Regions from separate parts of the Mus musculus genome. Here region 2 is linked to region 1. A link is a contact called in public HiCAR-type data. All regions are on one chromosome and are shown on one strand. Each heading gives the region's core, a stretch centred on a gene start, on an enhancer-like site or on the middle of the called end of the contact. The rest is flanking DNA. Distances are from core to core; before and after follow the strand shown.

Region 1 (3,390 bases), core at 837-3,336:
AATGCCCTATGATGACCACGTAAGTCTGAGTAGAAAATTTCTCAACTTTTTTTTTTTTGAGCAGGAGGTTCATATATAAGTAGAAATATTCACTTGGGGTTATGCAAATGTCAATGCTGTGGCTAAGGATTCCATCAGACTGGGTAAAGATTGCAGTGATTTTTTTTCCACCTAGAAAACTGGGACCCACCTGTGGTCTAACCCATTTCCACTCAAGCTGTGGAGGCAGGCACACTAACCAAGCTCCCCCGTCCATAAAGAAAGAGCCATGGCAGGACTCTATGTGAGCCAGTAAGCAGCTGTAGGTGTTGTCTCCAGAGAAGTGTATTCCCTGTTTCTCATTGCATTCCCTTTTGTATACTTAGTGATGGCGTAAGTAAGAGGCTCAGCTTCCTCACCTGCAAAGGGAAGAATTCTACCTCTGCATGGTTGTATCAAGCCAGTTAATATACACAAAGCATTTACATTTATGCTGTGTAATCATATGCTTTCAATAAATGTCATTGATCATAATGACCTGGAAGCATTTATAAAGACAGAGTAACAGTGTTCAGTCCCTTTTATGTCTTCCCCGCATCTCCCTTTACTCTCATTTGTCACTATGATTTTTCCTACTCAGAAATGCTGAGTATGTGTTTTGCTTTAAAAAAAAAACAAAAAAGTTGCTACTACCCATGATCATCAGTAATTTTAATTCAAGAATAGTGCAAACAAATATAAGATAAAAATAAGGGTATGCTACAAAACAGATGTACCGAAATAAATCCTTGGATTTTTGTAGTCCTGCTGTCAGGAGCCCTGCTGCTTGCATACAGCAAGAATCTTATCTTTCCATTAGGAAGATTGGAAGCACTGACATTTCCAGGTCTTTGCAGAGAATCCTTTCTGAACTTCATTCACTGACGCAGGGGCCTTGTGCTGTCGTGCCACTGTGTAAGACGTTATTTATCATCCTGGCAAGTGTCACTTCAACTCTTCTGGGTTAGGTCAAGTGTCCCCTCCCCTGAGTCCTTGAGAAGGTGCACATATAAGTGCTTTCTTCACTTATACTTATACTGATACTGTGTGATCAGGAATACCTGGGAATTCGTATATCTCCAAGGCTCTCCCCAAAGTGAGATCTCTGCTATGGTTTCCACTAAACTTCCCAGATGATTCGTTTCTGCCCAGTCAGCTCAGTCAGATTGTACCAGGACAAAGAGAGCCTCATGGAGCTCTGAGGAGCTGCCCTTCCAAGATACATGTCTGGGAAGACTGAGCAATGTTCTACTGGGTCCAGCGATCACAAATTTGCTGGCCTCTGGACTTCTGTCAGGACTATCCAATCCTGTGTTTTTGTTTTTGTTTGTGTTTTCCTGTTACATTCACCTTTGGTATACATAATAGTCAGACACAGAGATACAACAGGATCTCATTTGTTCAAGAGAGAAATACAGCTTTTCAGCACTGCAAGATGAGAAGCAGAAGCAGTAGTCACTGAACCACCACCTGCATAGCTCAGTGTCTTTGTTGCAGAGGATTCTGGGAGAATAACTTATACAGAGAAGGTAGCTTTGTAGTCAGCTGGCTAACCTTCGAAGTCCTTTTTTGTGTAAATGAACAGAGGTACAACATTATTTATAATCTGGCGATACTTTAACTAAACATGCCTGGTATCTAATCAATGGAAAATGGGGACAAAAAGAATTGCTCTTCTCCTATTTATCAATCCTAGCTGTAGCCTATGATTGCTACAAGGCATGGCCACATATGACCTGTGTATTGTATGATACTGCTCTGTCATAGCAAACAACATATCACTTAATAAGTGCAACTCATACGTAGGTGAGGCCCCTGGGCAGGGTTCTTTGTACCCTTTCCAGTAGATTTCTACCATTAAGGCCTCAAATGGAGGAGCCCTAGAACTGAACCTCTGTACATCCATGCAACAAAGCTAAGCTGGCGTGCAACCTAGTATTCATTCACCCGTCTCTTGGTGTTAGCATTTTCGTTTTCTTTTGTGGCAGCATCTTTGCCTCATAGCTCAGCCCCCAAGTAGGGTAAAGTTGCTTCTGCCAGTGATGCTGAGATTAGGCTTATGACTCAGCTTTTAAAAGAAGAACTTGGTTGCTTTGCCCTCTTCGAGAGTGAGTCACTTTCATAGCACAGGCAAAGTCTTTGCTGGGACGAGTAGAAGAAAATCACACACTCTTTTACTGGATGTGAGCCTTAGCAAACTCAGCTTTTGCAGGGTAGGCAACATCTGACAAACTCACAAGAGTGAGCCTGTGAATCCCATCAAGGAAACACAGGATTCTGCTCTGTCTCTGACCCCTCACCCCAAATCCTCGTTCACCCTTCCTTCATTGCTTTCTTTCTTCTTTCTCCACACCCTCCATTTTCCATTCCATCCAACAATGCATCCACCTATTGATTTTTTTTGTTTGTTTTATATTTTTTGGTCCTAACTAACATTTGAGTTGTTATCCCTGTTTTATGTTTATGAGTTGAATGCTCTTTTACAATTAGAAGGGTTTAATGCTATAAAAGAAGAGAAAAATGAAGGCAAAGTAAGAAAAAAATGTGGAATTCAGATGCTATTTTTCTTTATTTTTACAGGAGTAAGATAAATATGTATAAAAGTATTTAGAACAGACCTTGGGTTCATGTAACAGATTATTGTAACAGTTAAATCTACAGTCACTCAAGTAGGAAGTGATTGGGATAAGCACCAAGCATAGGTGTTATAGATCATGAGAAAGATGTAATTTAATTATGTGTTAGGGTCAGTCTTACAGTAATTCAAATCCATGGCACAGAGGTTAATGTGTACATTTGAAGAATTATAAGATTGTCTGTATTCCAGGTATCCAAGCAAGGGACCCAAATCTTAATTAAAATGGACTTTGAGTATCATTCTCTGTGGTTAAAAACTTCTCAGAGATTTCATGTTTTATTTGATCAAAAATATAAGGATCTTTAAGAATGTCTAGGTTCAAGTTCTGCAAGTGTAAAATGATGCTTGATTGGATAGCTATCAAGAAAAATCTTGTTTAGATAGATAGATAGATAGATAGATAGATAGATAGATAGATAGATAGATAGATAGATAGACAGACACATAGATAGATAGATAGATAGATAGATAGATAGATAGATAGATAGATAGATAGATGTTTATGTCTACATATGTATGTGTATGTATGTATTAAATTCATTCTTTTAACTTTGAGTCCTACAGTCATGTTTGTAAGCTTTTTCCGCACTTACCACATAATACCAAACATACAAATGTAATGAACTCGTGATACTGACTGAACTCTTGAGAATAGCACAACCACTATAAGTCAGGAGCCACTTTTAAATTAGCACAGTTTGAACTCTGCAGTGTGCTACTTGAAGCATGAAAGA
Region 2 (3,124 bases), core at 210-2,709, 400 kb after region 1:
CGTCTGGTAGGTCACAACTGTCTGTAACTCCATTTCCAGGGGACCCAGTTCCTCTTATGGCCTTTGCAGGCATCAGACACTGACATACGGGCAAACAAAATACTCATACACATAAAGTAAAATTAATTTAAAAAACACTTGGAGCCAGGCAGTGGCGGCGCATGCCTTTAATCCCAGCACCTGGGAGGCAGAGGCAGGCAGATTTCTGAGTTCAAGGCCAGCCTGGTCTACAAAGTGAGTTCCAGGACAGCCAGGGCTATACAGAGAAACCCTGTCTTAAAAAAAAAAACAAAAACAAAAACAAAAAAAACAAAAAAAAAAAACTTGAAAATACCTTAGAGTCATGATAGTATGCTAGAAAATGGGATACATTTTTATAATCAAAACTACCTAAGAACTATAAAATCTAGCTCATCATATGAGTAGATTTTCCCCAATGCTATAGCACATTCCAATGTCTTGCATTACAATCCAGCTCTAAGCGCAGACGTGGGCTTTCTAGAACAACAGCTCTCACAGTTCCGCTGGAGGAGGACATGTAGCTTAAACTCACCTTCACAACGGAGGCCTCCGCCTGCTTTTTAATTTACTAGATGTTGCTTTACTGCTGTAATATGTAATACATGTGTGTACTATATAATAAACATTCTGATTACCTTATATCTACATAGTAAACATTTGCCAAGGTAAAATTAATATAATTTTTAAAATATCATTTTAATAGAACAGAATGTCAGGTGACGGCGGGAACTATTTGAATTCTGTCCATGCTCAGAAGTGCCACACCCTCTTCATGGTAGCCTGCTAGACGGCAAGCCATGGTCTTGGTCCCAGGGGTCCCAAGTATCCCCATAGGCCACAGTTGGGACCTTTTGAAAAGTGACCAGAAAATTGCTTTTTAGACACTAGTGTGGAGGAACTTCCCACATGATAGGGAACTAGACAAAAAAAAAGTCTGTGTGTAGAACACTGTTTCCTGTATGCCCTTCTGCGAGATTCATCCAAGACTATAACTTCAAAGACTCTTTTGATAGAAAAAAGATGTTTTAATTCTCACATTTTATGACAGTGCTACAGGATACTTACAGTTGATTGACCGTAAGGCAGGACCTGGATACTGTCTCACAGGAAAAGAAACCCTAGCTTGCTCCTGCCATTTGCTCTCCCGCTGCCCTTCCCCCCCCACACACACATATACACTATTTCCAGCCAGGAATATGGACAGGCAAGAAATGGGTTAAAGGGAAAGATGGTGAGAACACAGCAAGCACCATCATTAGACCCCACTAGGGTCCCTCACAGACGCCTGTGACCGGAGGAAAGAATATTCCCATGGTCAGGTGCCTGCTCACCCCAAAGCTGCAATAAAGAACGCAGACCTCCCAGATCTGCAAGGCTGCATAGGGGAGCTGAAGGGCCAGGGAGAAGGAAGTCTGGCTTCCACCCCATTGGGCAAAGACTCAGCCAAAGGAAGTGCCAGGACACTGCGCTGACCCACTTCGAGCCCTTCCTCTCCATTTATCCCCAGCAGAAGAGATACAAAAGCATCACTATGGCACAAGGGAAAGTTGGAGAAGCATTCCGGAAATTGACATGCAAATAACCACTCCAAGTACTGGGCTTTGTTCTGAAAATTCCCATCCTTGGGAGATGTGAAAACACCAATCAGGGAAGGGGTAGAGCTGGGAAGGACCTGGCAGGTTTATAGCCAGAGTGTCCTCCTTTGAGAGTCTGTCTCTGTACCCCATCCCAGACTGAGCTGGCACAGGTAAAACCAAACTAAACATGTCTCCGCTGAACAACTAAAAGGACAACAGGCCTGAATGGAACTGCCCTGAGACAGTGACAGTCACAACACTTGCTTCCTGGTCTCTGAGTCATCCCTGATGCCACCAAAGCAATAAGAAGTCCAGCCAGGGCTCATAAAGAAAAGCCAAGTATTTCACAAGGACAAAAGCAACTGTCTCTAGGAAGCTAGCTTTGCATTCTGAGCAGCTGCCCCAGTCTCCTAGACAAAGGCCAAAGATACTGCCTTACCCACGCCACTGCTTCTCCATCATCGAGGCCTGGGACTAGATGCCAAACTCCCACCTGCAAGCTCTCAGATCCTACAGCACACTATACTCAGTGCTAAGTGGAGTCAACATTACTAAAGCGGGGAGAGGGGGGTGACTGCATAATGGCCCGCTGTAGGCTGTCTCTTTGGTAGATTTATTACATACATAAGACCCTGAAGAAAACCAGCAGGCAGTGGGCAATGCTCACTATGCATAAAGGAAGAAAGGCACCATGACTCGGGAGTTTGTTAAGGAGAGGTTCTGAAAGCTAAGCATGTGGTTAGAGAAACCAGTGAATTAGTTCTGGCTGTACTGGAATCCTGCTCCTCTGTATACGAGGGTCCCTACATACCATCAAGATGTCGAATTGGCCTTATTTTTACCACTGTGTTTTCCTCTCCCAGAGCCAACCCTGCTCCTTCCTCCCTGGAGGTGTTTGTGCTCAGGAAAACTGAACCAGCAGAATCCAAGCATAACAAGTCTTGCTCAGGCTTCATCAACTGTCTCTCAAGGAAGTTTACTCAAACTTTAATTGACTCCTAGAGAGTGGGCAACCCCAAAGCTAGCTGGCCTAACAGAATCATGAAGGCCTGGTGATGACCATTTTGCTGCTGTTTCCTGTGCCCATGAGTCCTCCCCTTGAGCCCTGAGCAGTACTCACATAGCCTCACAGCAACATTCAGATACAGCTGGAGGTGGTGGCCTGCTTAGCCCTTCAGTACATGTAACCTCTGCCTTTGGACATCTCAACAGCCTGATCCTCTGTGGTGGAACTATTCCACCCGATATTCAGAGTGACCTTATGTACTTCATACCTGCAATCAGATGTTAACCTTCACAGACCTTTCTAGCCATTCAGGCATTCATACACATTTCAAACATATCTGTATGTTATGTTTATCTCCATACCCCCCCCCCAGTGCAGGTGTGTGCATACACGTGTGTGCGCTCATGTACCCATTTATCCTCCTAATAGAATATAGACTCTACTATGGGGAGAATTTCTTTCCGCCCCATTCCTCCCTTCTCTTCTGTGACCTCAAACCTATGACAGGGACTTACACCCG

What was found. HiCAR-type assays count read pairs that join an accessible place to other places.
Region 2: a HiCAR-type map of astrocytes shows a contact between it and region 1, with 2.9 times the contacts expected there. The contact joins two enhancer-like sites. A contact is called at or near these places in 2 of 484 Hi-C or Micro-C datasets (the N1E-115 cell line and neural progenitor cells) and 2 of 115 datasets of contacts at active chromatin or transcription factors (astrocytes and neural progenitor cells).

The regions. Positions count from the first base shown.
Region 1 is chr12:53,579,290-53,582,679 of GRCm38.p6, forward strand. All of the region lies in intron 3 of Npas3 (neuronal PAS domain protein 3), which reads left to right. Among named protein-coding and RNA genes, the nearest start is that of Gm35614, 250 kb to the right of the region's middle. Within about 2 kb of position 2,087, at least 4 of the 459 cell types and tissues checked have an H3K27ac peak or open chromatin away from gene starts, as enhancers often do. A contact at or near this core is called in astrocytes, where this site is marked.
Region 2 is chr12:53,980,197-53,983,320 of GRCm38.p6, forward strand. All of the region lies in intron 6 of Npas3 (neuronal PAS domain protein 3), which reads left to right. Among named protein-coding and RNA genes, the nearest start is that of Gm35614, 150 kb to the left of the region's middle. Within about 2 kb of position 1,460, at least 38 of the 459 cell types and tissues checked have an H3K27ac peak or open chromatin away from gene starts, as enhancers often do. A contact at or near this core is called in astrocytes, where this site is marked.